2 separate regions of the Muntiacus reevesi genome follow, and region 2 is linked to region 1. Evidence: chromatin contacts called from public Hi-C data. All regions are on one chromosome and are shown on one strand. Each heading gives the region's core, a stretch centred on a gene start, on an enhancer-like site or on the middle of the called end of the contact. The rest is flanking DNA. Distances are from core to core; before and after follow the strand shown. Region 1 holds the start of TNKS (tankyrase). Region 2 holds the start of SARAF (store-operated calcium entry associated regulatory factor).

Evidence for each region. Hi-C and Micro-C count contacts between places; a contact is called where the count stands out from the background.
Region 2: a Hi-C map of muscle shows a contact between it and region 1, with 11 times the contacts expected there. The contact joins the promoter of SARAF here to the promoter of TNKS in region 1. A contact is called at or near these places in 2 of 3 Hi-C or Micro-C datasets (blood and muscle).

What each region holds. Positions count from the first base shown.
Region 1 is chr10:66,649,111-66,656,409 of mMunRee1.1, forward strand. TNKS (tankyrase) reads left to right here and starts at 1,267. Exons shown (of 27, transcript XM_065946583.1): 1 at 1,267-1,968. The coding sequence starts at 1,296.
Region 2 is chr10:67,379,560-67,386,835 of mMunRee1.1, forward strand. It overlaps SARAF (store-operated calcium entry associated regulatory factor), which reads right to left and starts at 4,199. Exons shown (of 6, transcript XM_065947106.1): 1 at 3,923-4,199. The coding sequence starts at 4,025.

The DNA.
Region 1 (7,299 bases), core at 17-2,516:
GCAGGAAATGGAGACCTTAATGAGATGATCCAAATCATTGATACATTTCTTTTGATGGTAGACAATAAAAAAAGGAAGGTATAGGCAGAGGAAAGAGAAAGATATTGCTGAAGAATGGCTTCTGATGGTGAGTGATGGGTGTAGTAAGCCGGTTTTTATCTTAGTTTGAGAAGGAGAGGGAAGAGGGATGAGAGGAACAGAGAAGGTCCCCTAAAAAGAATTCAAAAGAAACGAACATGTTTGTCATTATTTCAGTGGAGTTTAAGGTGAGAAATGAAAGCACAGAGGTAACAGAACAGAAAAAAACATAACTTTAGTAGTTAATATTTATTGAACTATTAATTCCATTTTGCAGAGGGGAACCTAAGACACAGAGGGGTTAAATAGCTTGCCCAAATCTACATAGCTCGTTCATGGCAGAGCCTGAATTTCAATCCTTGCAATCTGAACTTCTATTGTAAAACGAGGTACTTAACAAAGCACATAGAGTGAGAACTCTCATAGAGAGGGGATATAGAGACCAAGGTATTAACTGAGAGGGGGAGAAGGCTGCATTAATTTTTTTTTTTTTTTTTTTACCAGTGGGCTAATTATGTGTGTTAGTCGCTCAGTCGTGTCCGACTCTTTGCGACCCCATGGACTGTAGCCCACCAGGCTCCTCTGTCCACGAGATCCTCCAGGCAAGAATACTGGAGTGGGTTGTCATTCCCTTCTCCAGGGGATCTTTCCGACCCAGGAATCAAACTTGAGTCTCCTGCATTGCAGGCAGATCTTTACCATCTGAACCACAAGGGAAGCAGACAACATTTTGTAAATGTTAGCTCATTTAATTCCGCTAACAATTCTGTGAGATAGATACTAGCTCATTTTTCAGACAGGGGCACTTGACATTTGATAAATGATACATACCTTGCACAGAGTTCCATCTCACGCAGGTTCTGCCGCAAGACAAGGAAGACTGAAGGAGACTTGGCAACAGAACGGAACAGGGTAAGGTAAGCAAGTTCAAAGCGAGAAATGCAGGAAAAGTTTCTCACTTAAGCCTAGGCTAGTTCCAGTTTTCAAATCTCCCCGGCCAGCCCGCGAAGGCGTCACAAATCCCGCCCCTCGGCGACGAAGCCACGCCCCCTTCCGCGGAGGGGCTCGGAGCTCCCAATACTGCCCTCCCACCCTTTGACCCCGCCCACTTCTCCAGCATCATTTCCTGTGCGCTGGGCGCTAATTGGTCCGGCAGTCGGAAGTGAGGGCGGGCGGTGGGGCCGTTGCCGCAGTGACAGAGCTGGGGGAGTCCGAAGATGGCGGCGTCGCGTCGCTCTCAGCATCATCACCACCATCATCAACAACAGCTCCAGCCCGCCCCAGGGGCTTCGGCGCCGCCGCCTCCACCTCCCCCCCCACTCAGCCCGGGCCTGGCCCCTGGGACCACCCCGGCCTCCCCTACGGTGGGCAGCCTGGCCCCGTTCGCCTCCCCGAGGCACGGCCTAGCGCTGCCGGAGGGGGATGGCAGTCGGGATCCGCCCGACAGGCCCAGATCCCCGGACCCGGCTGACAGTGCCAGCTGTTGCAGTCCCACGAGCACAATCTGTACGGTCGCCGCCGCTCCCGTGGTCCCGGCGGTTTCTGCCTCATCTGCCGTCGGGGTCGCTCCTAACCCAGCCGGCGGCGGCAGTAACAATTCACCGTCGTCCTCTTCTTCCCCGACTTCTTCCTCCTCTTCCTCTCCATCCTCCCCCGGATCGAGCTTGGCGGAGAGCCCCGAGGCGACCGGAGTTAGCACCACAGCACCACTGGGGCCTGGGGCTGCGGGCCCGGGGCCAGGGGTCCCAGCAGTGAGCGGGGCCCTGCGGGAACTGTTGGAGGCCTGTCGCAATGGGGACGTGTCCCGGGTAAAGAGGCTGGTGGACGCGGCAAACGTGAATGCTAAGGACATGGCCGGCCGGAAGTCTTCTCCCCTGCACTTCGCTGCAGGTCAGAGACTTTTTGAATTGTTTATTAAGGGTTTTGGTGTTTGGCACTGGAGGGTCCGGGTAGGGAAAGAAAACGAGTTATGATGATGGGAACGATGGGGGCGTGGTGATGATGCCTCAGTACTTCTCGGGAAGCCTTGAGATTCCTTTCTTTAGGTGGTGTCAGGGTGACGGGGGCGTGGTAGGGGAACGTGTGAGTCCCTTCTTTTTAGTTTGCACAGTGATCCTCGTGCTCATCCCCAACCTCCCGTAGTGGTCGTCTCAGGACATGGATATACTTAAACTTTTTCAGTTCCGAGTGTGTCGGAATAAAGTTAGATCTAAGCAGTGTTAGAATAGTTTTGTCGTGCGTTTACTCATTTCCTTTTTACAGGAGTAATGTCGCATGAGGACAAACTAGCCCAAGAGAAGTTTAATAAAACTCAACAAGTGTTAAGTAGCTATCGTAACCTTATCATTAATATAAGAGACTTAAATGTGAGACTTAAATGAAGTTAGTGAAACTTTCTCCCCTTTTGAGGTAGTGTACAGTCCGATTTGGTAGATCAAAATGTGCCTATGTGAAACAGCTGTAGAAAAATATTTGGTTGCATTATGTGATGGCAGAAGAAAAGGCTTTCAAGTTCTGGCAACTGCTGTCTGTTGGTTGTGTAACATAATTTTCCTTATCTCAGTAGCCTCCATCTCCTCATGGGCAAAAATGTATATGGGGATTGTGTGAGGATTTAGTGAGAAGTATCTGAGACTTAAGTTCTCCCCCGAAGGTACTTATTCCTAAAACATAGACCACTGTACACTTTTTTTTTAAGCAAGTAATTGTTTTCTTTTAAAAACAGCTAACATGGTTTTATAAAATACAGAGAAATTTAAAACAAAAAGGGTCATAATCTCCTTGCCTAGATACTTCCTATTGACATTAAAAAAATAAAGATTATAAACCTTAGAAATATTACATTAGAAATGTGTATGTTATGTGTACATTCATATAGTACAGAAATATATGAAATGAAAAAAGCATCGCACATAAACATCAAAGATCATACTCTGAAGATAACTTCTGTTAAGTTTCATGCTGTATTTTAATATATACCACTCTTTGAGTTTGTTCTGTTAATGTAAAGCATATGTTAAGAACTTAATGTATTGTTTATTTCTACCAGAACTCGGGAAATATTTTTATCCTCATTTTACAGATGACAGAAGTGAAGCATGTACAGCTTAAATAATCCTAAATTCACATAAGAAGTAGTGGAACCTGGATTTAAATTTAGTTTGATTTTGGAATGTGTGAAGTCCAGGTTAAACAATTATACTTGGTTTAAGATCACTTTTCATTTTTGTGAGTAATTTTTATGGAGTTTTCACTTTGCAGTGTTTGGGGAGAAGTAGTAATTGGGGGCATATACACTCCAAGAGTAATGTTCACACTTTTTTTTTTTTTTGCAGCCCGTACTTAGCAATAAATTTTATGTTGTCACATGCAAAGTGAATCAAAAGTTTCAGGAAACAGTTCTTTGCCTTGCTACGTGTGTTGTACTCTGATATTTTATATCCTAATCTATTTCCTTTCTTGCAAATGCTGTTTATGATCCCGTTAATGAGTCAAGGTCAGCAATGTGAGAAATACGTACAGGAAATCATTATCAGATCACTGGAAATGTGGACACTACTATTAGGAAAGATTGAGGGCAGGAGGAGAATGGGGTGACAGAGGGTGAGAGGGTTGGATGGCATCATCGACACAATAGACTTGAGTTTGAGCAGACCCTGGGAAATAGTGAAGGACAGGGAAGCCTGGCATGCTGCAGTCTGTATGGTCACAAAGAGTCAGACATGGCTTAGCAACTCAACAACAACAACTATTAGGAATGTAGTGAATTGAATCAAAATCAGGCTCCCATTTAAGTATGCAGATGCTCCAAGTGTTGCTTATTTTAGATGAAATCATTTCTTTTTTTTAGGCAGGATGAAAGATCTATAATAAATGAAGGAAGACTGCCTTTGTAGACTTTTTTCCAGATTTGACTATTATAACACGTTGTTTCACAAATCTTGTCATTTTTCATCATACTGCATTGTAAGTAATCACTTGGAGATGATAGTTACATTAATTTTTGTAATATTTAGGATTAGTCACACATAAAATAGTGCTTATCTCCCGAGTCACATCTTCTGTTTGCCACAGTAGTTAACTTTTTATTCTGTTTTAGAGTTCTATGTGTACCCAGCTAAGCTAGAAGACAGACAGTGAAACAGTCCTGTAATTATGTTGTAGTTATGAGACCCTAATCTTGAACTGGCTTATTTAGGGGAAAAAAAATAATCTCTTTTAATTCCATGTGGAAAAGGGAACAAAAACAGTGAAACTCTCCATGGTATAAAAACATAACACTCTAGTCCGTTTACTGTGTTTCATGTTTGTGTTCATAGCATTAAAGCTTTCTTTAATTTAGTCTTCTTCATGTGTAGGCTGGGTAATTAAAAGTGATTTCAGTTGACTATTACTTGATTGGAATGCTAGTCACTGAATGTCATGGAAGAGCTGTTTTAAAGATAGGAAATTGGTGCCATGCCTTGGATGGAAAGATTTAAAAATTGTAGTTCCAGTGTTCCACAAATCTTTTATTACTTAAGATGTGAAAGTCACTCAGTCGTGTCCAGCTCTTTGGGACCCTGTGGACTTTACAGAACCCCATGGAATCCTCCAGGCCAGAATACTGAAGTGGGTAGCCTTCCGCTTCTCCAGGGGATTTTCCCAACCCAGGGGTTGAACCCAGGTCTCCCACATTGCAGGTAGATTCTTTACCAGCTAAACCACAAGGGAAGCCCAAGAATGCTGAAGTGGGTAGCCTAACCCTTCTCCAGCTGATCTTCCTGACACAGAAATCAAACCAGGATCTTCTGCTTTGTAGGCGAATTCTTTACCAAGTGAGCTGATAGCTTATGTAGGTTGGTGTTAAATATTGACAGAGTTTTGAAGTGGTCAGTTGTCCTTACCCTTATGGAGCTTACAGTCTAGTGGAGAACTAAAAGCAACAATAACAAAAACCCCACAGAGTGTTCTAGAGTGATAGGAAAAGTAAACTAGTCTCTTTTGGAGCAGGCAGTAAGGATGTTTGTCCTGATTTTAGATCATTTAAAGAAGTCTTTCTAGATAAAGAGATGTTTTAAAGTGAGGATTTAAAGGATGAGTCCAAGCTAGCCAAGCAAAGATGGAAGGAAGAATGTTAATTAATGCCTTTATTTCCGCTTAAAAATAAGTACAGTTCTATGGAATGAAATGAAATCATTTTTAAGGCTCTTTGAAGTGATGTGAAGTCATATTCATATTTAAATCCTTATGCCTTTTTTTAAACCATAATTCTTTCCAGCAGCAGAGTTAATTCTTTCTATCCCACTTTGGACTGTGATAATTGTTAAATGTGTCTCACAGACAGTATTAATAATGTCCATAACTAGAAACATAATCTTTAGTTTCCACTATTGGTATAGATTCTTACAGTACAGCTTCTGATACCTTCTTAAAATGACTATATCAAAATGATCCAGTCTTTTATTGTTGAGTAGAGTTTATATAATTGGAGGAGGAAATGGTAGCCCACTCCAGTATTCTTGCCTGGAGAATCCCAGGGACAGGGGAGCCTGGTGGGCTGCCGTCTGTGGGGTCACACAGAGTCAGACACAACTGAAGCGACTTAGCAGCAGCAGCAGCAGAGTTTATATAAGACTTTTACAGATAAGATGCTGACCTTCGTTGTTCAAAGGGCCATCAAAGCTGTTGTTCAGTTCAGTTCAGTCGCTCAGTCGTGTCCAACTCTTTGCGACCCCATGAACCACACCACGCCAGGCCTCCCTGTCCATCACCAACTCCCGGAGTTCACTCAAACTCATGTCCATCGAGTCGGTGATGCCATCCAACCATCTCATCCTCTGTCGTCCCCTTCTCCTCCTGCCCTCAATCCCTCCCAGCATCAGGTTCTTTTCCAGTGAGTCAGCTGTTCGCATGAGGTGGCCAAAGTATTGGAGTTTCAGCTTCAGCATCAGTCCCTCCAATGAACACCCAGGACTGATCTCCTTCAGGATGGACTGGTTGGATCTCCTTGCAGTCCAAGGGACTCTCTCAAGAGTCTTCTCCAACACCACAGTTCAAAAGCATCAATTTTTCAGCTTTCTTCACAGTCCAACTCTCACATCCATACATGACCACTGGAAAAACTATTGCCTTGACTAGATGGACCTTTGTTGGCAAAGTAATGTCTCTGCTTTTTAATATGCTATCTGGGTTGGCCATAACTTTCCTTCCAAGGAGTAAGTGTCTTTTAATTTCATGGCTGCAGTCACCATCTGCAGTGATTTTGGAGCCCAGAAAAATAAAGTCAGCCACTGTTTCCACTGTTTCCCCATCTATTTGCCATGAAGTGATGGGACTGGATGCCATGATCTAGTTTTCTGAATGTTGAGCTTTAAGCTGTTGAAATGGGATCAATTTAGAGTGATGTATCTCCTGAATTCAATTCCTAGTAATGACATATTTTTGTTAAAGGACAAGTATATTCTGATGAGTTTTCTTTTTAAAGAAAAGTTCGGATAAGGTCTTTGTGAAAAAACAACAACGAAAAAAGAGTTTAATGAAGCACTGATTTCTGAAATTTCGTGATATTTACTTTAAACTGAAGAAATTTTGAAGTAGGCTTCCTGGTTACTTTAATGGTGAGCATTAGTTAACATATGACTTGACTGGGACTTGTGATATGGGGTACTTCAATATCAAAACCAGCAAAATATGTATGGGAATTTTGTGCTTTCTTTTGATTTGAGAGATACCTACCTCAACACACATTAACCGTATAGAGATTGCCTGACTCATTTCTGTTTCTCTTAATTTTTTTCATCATGTCCATGCTTGTCCCCCTACCTCTATCTCCTTCACTGTACAAATGTCAATTCTGTTTAAAAAAGAAGAAAACAAAACACTGTCCTCTAGACTGTTGTTGCCCATCAGTAGGTAAAAAAAAATGAGTCAGAACACTTCAGTTCTGAAATGGGAATCTTTCTATACATTATCTGGCAAAGTCCTTGATTATACTTTTAAGCAAATGTTTTTGCCTCAGGGTTTAGGAAAGGTCTGATGTGATAACAGAAGAAAAGGAGCTAGTTTCAGAAATATCTTCTCAGACTTAAAATTGTTCACTACAAACTGAATTATCTTTTACTTAGTCTTGTCTCAACATCTCATACTTTGCTTAAGATACCACTTTAAAAAAGTTCACATAGAACTTTTAGTTAGAAAGGTGTACAAAGTGTCTCTTTCTTTTGCATTAATGATACTACT
Region 2 (7,276 bases), core at 2,949-5,448, 730 kb after region 1:
AGATTAACCCAAAAACTGGCTGTGAAACTTAGATATGATTTACTAAAATTATCTAACAGCGTTCTTGACACATAATAGGAGATCAAGTATAAAAAATATTAGCGTTCCCAGGTGGCACTAGTGGTTTAAAAAAAAAAAAAAACACCTCTCCTGTCAATGCAGGAGACTTAAGAGACGCAGCAGGTTCGATCCTCGGGTTGGGAGAATCCCCTGGAGGAGGGCACAGCAACCCACTCCAGCATTCCTGCCTGGAAAATCCCCATGAACAGAGGAGCCTGGCGGGCTGCAGTCCATAGGGTGGCACAGAGTGGACAAGACTGAAGCAACTTAGCACGCACACGCATCCCTATGGGTTTTCATCACCATAAACTCCACAGCATCTTTCCTCCTAGAGATCCTAAACGCTGCTACGTTTTGTGTCCCCCAAAATTCGTATGTGAAGCCCTAATCCCCAAGAGATGGCATTTGGAGACAGGGCCTTGTCTACGGCCATACCACCCTGAATGCGCCCGATCTCGTCTGGAGACAGGGCCTTTGAGGGGCAATAAGTTTTATATGAGGTCATGAGTACTGAGCCCCAGTGATGGGATCGGTGCCCTTGTAAGAATAGGAAGCGACCAGAGCTCCCATCTCCCCACCCCCGCTCTGTAATGTGAGAACGTTAACAAGACAGTCACCTGCAGAGCAGGACGAGGGGCCTCACCAGACACCAAATATGCTGGCATGTTTATCTTGGACTTCTCAGCCTCCAGAATTCTAGGAATAAAAGTTGCTTACCACCCAGTCTATGGTATTTTGTTACAGAAGTTTGAACTAAGACAAGGTCTAAGAACGAAATGCTCACAACCTTACTCAACATCAGTCAAGGGTCACACGGAGTTCCCTGAAATCCAGACTCACAAATCGAAATTTACTCACAGGAGGTCTCAAGCTTAAGGTGAACAAAACCCCAAACTTGATTCTCCCACAATTCCACATCTCAGGAAATGGTAATTCCATCCTTCCAGCCACTCAGACCAAAAACCTTTTAGTCATCTTTGTCTTTTCTCTTCCTTCCACCCCTATGTCTAATCCAGCAGAATTATCTTGTCATTTCTACATTCAAAACAAGTGAGAAGCCAACCATTCTCATCAACTCTACGGCTTCTCCCGCGGCCCAAACCATCGCCTCTCTTGAAACTTCACTGCCCTCCCAGCTTCCCCCCAACCCTCACCCACTATGGTCTGTTTTCCAAGGAGCAGACAGAATGAGCCTCTAAAATACAGGTCATAATAAATACATATAAATACACACACACATATTCACACACATATGTGTGTTGTGTGTCCTGTTCTTTGTGACCCCATGGATTGTAGCCCACCAGGCTCCTCTGTCCATGGGGATTCTCCAGGCAAGAATACTTAAGTGGATTGCCATGCCCTCCTCCAGGGGATCTTCCCAACCCAGGGATGGAACCTAGGTCTTCCACATTGCAGGAAGATTCTTTATCGTCTGAGACACCAGGAAGCCCATGAATAATGGAGTGGGTAGCCTAACCCTTCTCCAAGGGATTCTCCTGACACGACCAGATAGAATAGGGTAGGATAAAATAAAATACAGGTCATAGCACATCTGTCCATTCAGATTTCTCATCAATTATCACCTTAAATGTGACTTCTTCCCTGACTAATGTATATTTTGAAACTCCCTGCTTCTACCTACACACTCTGTCCTCCTTATCCTATTTTTATCAATGTCCACACCACTATTGAGGCTTCCCTGGTGGTGTTAGTGGTAAAGAACCTGCCTGCCAATGCAGGTGATGCAAGTTTGATGCCTTGGGTCAGGAAGATCCCAGAAGGAAGTGGCAACCCACTCCAGTATTCTTGCCTGGAAAATTCCACGGACAGGGACAGAGGAGCCTGGGGGTCTACAGTCCATGGGGTTGCAGAGTCAGACACGACTGAGCAACTGAGTACACATATTTAAATAGTACCACTATTTACAATACAACACGCTTTTTTACCTGATTTGTTTATTGTCTATTTCTCAACAGATGTAAACTCCTTCAGGGCAAAACACTGTTTGTTCACTGCTATGTATCCAACACCCAGAAGAATAACAAATACAAAGTAGCTCAATAAATAATTTTGAAAAATTTTAGGTACTCTCTTCAGAACTGGTACAATTTTTCTTTTCTGGGCATATTATTGCTTTGTTTTAGCTAAGGACAAAGTAAGTACATTCAAAGTCAAACAAAAGATTAACAGTTCCTCAAAAGAAAGTTAAGGCCAAGTAGTTAAGACTGTGTTTACTCTGAAAATATTTCAGTGCCTTTTGTTCCAGAACAATAGTTCTATAGAGCAGGCAGACTAAGAGCTACCAGGAAGCAGTTCACCATTGATTTAAATGTGGTTCCTGTTTTTCATTCCCTTGACTCATCTGTAAACCTCACTTCTTTATTTAAGAAAGGGTTGAAGGTTCAACTAATTAATGTTTTAATCCAGTTTACAAATTATAAATCTAATCAAAGTCTCCTATCTATATAAAACTTTCTAGAAATACATATGTAAAATGTATAAACATTTAAATCCAACTTGACTTTTTAGTAAAACATCAACATCAAAGGAGTAGTCAAAGTCAAGTATTTATAAATAACACCTTCTCTTTTTAGCATTTAAAAATAGAAATAAGAAGCTAAAAAAATAAATCTGTGGCTGAAGTTCAAAACACAGTCATTTCCTATCAGCAAATCACTACAGCAATACTGGTACACTTCTCATGCTTTAATACTCCACAGAGCAAAAATGATGTTTTCATTGTTTGAAAATCATTTTTTATATCACTCCAATTTAACAGCAAGCACCACTAATTGTAAAGACTGTCTGTGTGTATATATACACACATACATTATTAATTATATGGAATATTACCGTTCTCATAAAACGTCGTTAGAAAATTCTAATAACACAGTGATATAAAATAATTTTCTTAAAAATCACTTATTATGTACCATCACCAAAATATATGTATTTTTTTTAATTCAATGAGAAAAGCTGATGTAACGCAATGGACTTCACTGTAATAGTCAGAAGCAGCAGCATTGAGTTGTGCTCACATAAATAGCACAGTCTATTTCTCTGCTAACCTTGAAAGCCCCCTGGACAGCCAGGAGATCAAACCAATCCATCCTAAAAGAAATCAACCCTGATTATTCACTGGAAGGACTGACGCTGAAGCTGAGGCTCCAACACTCTGGCCACCTGATGCAAAGAGTCGACTCATTGAAAAAGACCCTGATGCTGGTAAAGACTGAAGGCAGAAGGAGAAGGGGCAACAGAGGATAATATGGTCGGATGCAACATCGACTCAATAGACACGAGCTTGAGCAAACTCCGGTAGATAGAAGAAAAGAGAAGCCTGGCGTGCTGCAGTCCATGGGGTCACAAACAGTCAGACACGACTGAGCGACTAAACAACAACAACAACAACAATCTACCTCCAATGTCTCCAGCCTGTCCGCTAAATGTGACTCAGACACTGCGGGTGCTGTGGCAACCGCCAGGTATAGCAACAGGCAGCCAAGACAAATGCCAGCGACGATGACGTCAGACAGTCTTGACAACAAAGCAGGACGCGCAAGCGAGGGTCGAGCTTGCCACCCAGACTCAGGGGACAGGGGCTATCGCCCGAGAAAGAAGAAAGTGGGCCAATTCCGGGAGTCCAGGGAGGGGAGAAGAAAATAGTAACCACGCCAGGATCAACCCGCCCCGCCCACTCCCCACAGTCCACCCGTCCCGGAGGACGTCGGGGAAGCGCACGCGCGACAGGCAGGATGACGAAAACGAGAAACTACGGCAGAAGGGCTCAAGGGGCGGCGAGCGGAGATGGTCTTCTGCTGGCTGAAGGCAGCGGGAAGGGGGGAGTGTGGGTGGCACTCACCGCGCTCGTCCCAGCACCGCGCTGTGCCCACGACCAGCAGGAGCAAAAGGAGGCTGGACAGAGCGCAGCGCCCGGTCGCTGCCGGCCCGCCGGCCGCCGCCATGGCGCTGAGCGAAGATGGCGCGCGGCAGCCGGACACTCGCGGGCCAGAGCCGGGGCTGCAGGTGTCCACGCGCCGCTACGCACTGACGCCGGTGGCTCGGGCCGCCGACGAAGATCTGCCGCAGAGCCGCGGCCGCGAGACTCTCCGTGCGCCACTCTGACGTCACTACCGCTGCGCCGCGTGTGGGGACCCGAGTGGTCACCGTTGTGGGCGGGGCGTGGGCGGGGCGCCGTCATTGGGGCGGAGCCAAGGGCGGCCGCTCAGGCTGTGGGCAAGGCGCCGCCGTTGGGGCGGAGCCAAGGGCGGGGACACAGGCTGTGAGCCGGGCTGAGGGCCGGCCACCTGAGGGTTCAGCGCGAAGGTGCTGTGGTTGAAGAATGAAACCATTATTAGGCAAAGTCTTTGTGCTCTGCTATGCTTAATCGCTCAGTCGTGTCCGACTCTCTTCGAGTCTGTTTTGACTGTAGCCTGCCAGGTTTCTCTGTCCGTGGGGATTCTTCAAGCAAGAATATTGGAGTGGGTTGCCATGCCCTCCTCCAGGGGATCTTCCCAACCCAGGGATCAAACCCAGGTCTCCCGCATTACAGGCGGATTCTTTACCGTCTGAGCCACCAGGGAAGCCCAAGAATACTGGAGTGGTGAGCTTATCCCTTCTCCAGGAGATCTTCCCTATCCGGGAATGGAACCGGGGTCTCCTGCATGGCAGGCGGATTCTTTTACCAGATAAGCTACTAGGGAAGTCCCAGGCAAAGTCTAACTGTAGCCAATTATGTATTTATAAAACCTCAATAACCTTCCCGACAGACGTTACTGTGTCTTACTCAACTTTGTATCTTCAGTCCCTAGCATGGTACCTGGCGCAAGATTTGTGTTCCATTAAGTGTTAGTCGCACAGTCTGACTCTGCGACATCATTCAGTGGCTCAGTCGCGTCCAACTCTTTGCGACCCCATGGACTTCAGCACACCATGCTTATCTGTTCATCACCAACTCCCTGAACTTGCTCAACCTCATCTCTATCAAGAACGTGATGCCATCTAACCATTCAATCCTCTGTCATCCCTTTCTCCTCCTGCCTTCAATCTTTCCCAGAATCAGGGTCTTTTACAGTGAGTGCGACACCATTCAGTTCAGTTCAGTTCAGTCGCTAAGTCGTGTCCGACTCTTTGCGACCCCATGAATCGCAGCACGCCAGGCCTCCCTGTCCATCAACAACTCCCGGAGTTTACTCAAACTCATGCCCATCGAGTCGGTGATGCCATCGAGTCAGCGACACCATTACTGTTTGCTAAATACAGAAGGGATTTGAGACAGAGGTGGCCTGGAAATATAGTCTGGTTTCCGAAGCTCAGAAATTTTACATATTTCCTTCTACGTGGAGGCAGTGGCAATTTACAAGATATCTGGAGGAGAAACTACCACCTACATAAAGAACCAGCCAGAGAAAACAGTTATGTGCATAGGCATTGTCTTTGAGGTTTGAGAGGCCTGGGTTTCTCTCCATTCATTCATTCATTCAACAAATACAGGTTGAGTGCCTAATATGTATCTGGTGCTGTTTTAGGCTTAGAGGACACAGACAAGGTCCCTGTTCTCATAGAGTTTACACTGATAAGAAATAGGACAAACAAATAATAAATTAATAAACAAAGATAACAGTGATAGTGCATTGATGAAAATAAAACAGTAATGCAATAGAGATTGGGGCTTCCCTGGTGGCTCAACAGTAAAGAATCTGCCTGCCAATACAGGAGACCCAGGTTCAATCCCTAGGTCAGGAAGATCCCCTGGAGAAGGACATGGCAACCCACTCCAGTATTCTTGCCTGGGAAATTCCATGGACAGAGGAGCGTGGCAGGCTACAGTCCATTGGGTCACAAAAGAGTCCGACACTTAACAACAGCATTAGAGACCTAGGAGGCAACTTCAGGGAGAGCCTTGCTGAGGAGGTGATTTTGAAGCTTTGAGACGCGAATGATGAGAAAATGCAAATATCAAGCAACAGCCTTCACCATATGGGGAAAGGCAGAAACAAAAGCCCTAGCTTTGTGTTTTGAGGCACATCCTTCACTAATTTGATGAGTGCCTTTCTATATTTAGCACCTACTAGTGCATCTACTAGTATCTAACAGTACCTGCAAGGCAGCGTTCTAGGCACTGGGGATATACAGTGAATAAAACAAAACCTGGAGGTTGGGAGAGGCAAACAAAGGCAGTGCAACTGAAGGAAAGTAGGTTTGGGAAAGAAAGGAACAAGAGGAGGCATAACAATGGTAGCAAGGCGTAGGACCAAGCAGGACTGGAATAAAGATAATAGAGAATTCTAGTCTCCGCATAGTAGGCTTTGGGGCGGGGGGGGGGATGGGGGTAAAGTAGAAAAGGACAGCTTTATTGCTTTGTCAGAAAAGGGGGACACAGCAAGCTCATGCCCTTAGAATCATGTGTCTCTGCACATGGTAGGTTTGAGGTGACTGTTAGGAACCCAGATAGACGTGTTAAATAGACACTTAGACAGACAAGTCTAAATTTCCAAGCTAAGGTGAACTTTGTATTTATATTATCAAAATGAAAACAGTATTTAATGTCATAGGAAGAGATACAATTCATAGGGAGAGAATTTCGATATAGCAAAGACAGAGCAAAAGTGTGTTAGTCTCTCACACAGCTCTTTGTGATCCCATGGACTGTAATCTGCCAGGCTCCTCTATCCATGGAACTGTCCAGGCAAGAATACTGCAGTGCAGTGCCATTCCCTTGTCCAGGGGAATCTTCCCAGCCCAGGGATTGAACCGGGGTCCCCTACATTGCAGGCAGATTACTTACACTATGAGCCACCAGGGAAGCCCAACAAAGACACAGGCCCAGGACCAAATTAAGAGAATACGAACATTTGAACTTCTAGCATAAGATCCTGGAAAGAGTCTGAAAAGCAATCTCTAGTGAGGTACGAGAAACAAACAGGAGAGTAGTGGTGTGGTAGTTGAGAGAAAGAATGGCCACCAGTGTCCACTGTTGTTGAAAGGTTGGATCAAAAGGTGACCTTTGGATTTTGCAATGTAGAGGCCACTAATTACCTTAAAAGAATTTCTGTTATTTGAGGTTCCATCATTGGCCACATACACTTCTAGACAGTAGTAAACAAAACATAAAGGACTGTACTAATTTACATTCTAGTGGGAGAGACAGCCAACAAATAATATAGTTCAGATAAATAATAAGTGCCTTCAAGAAGAAAACAAGGTAATATGATGT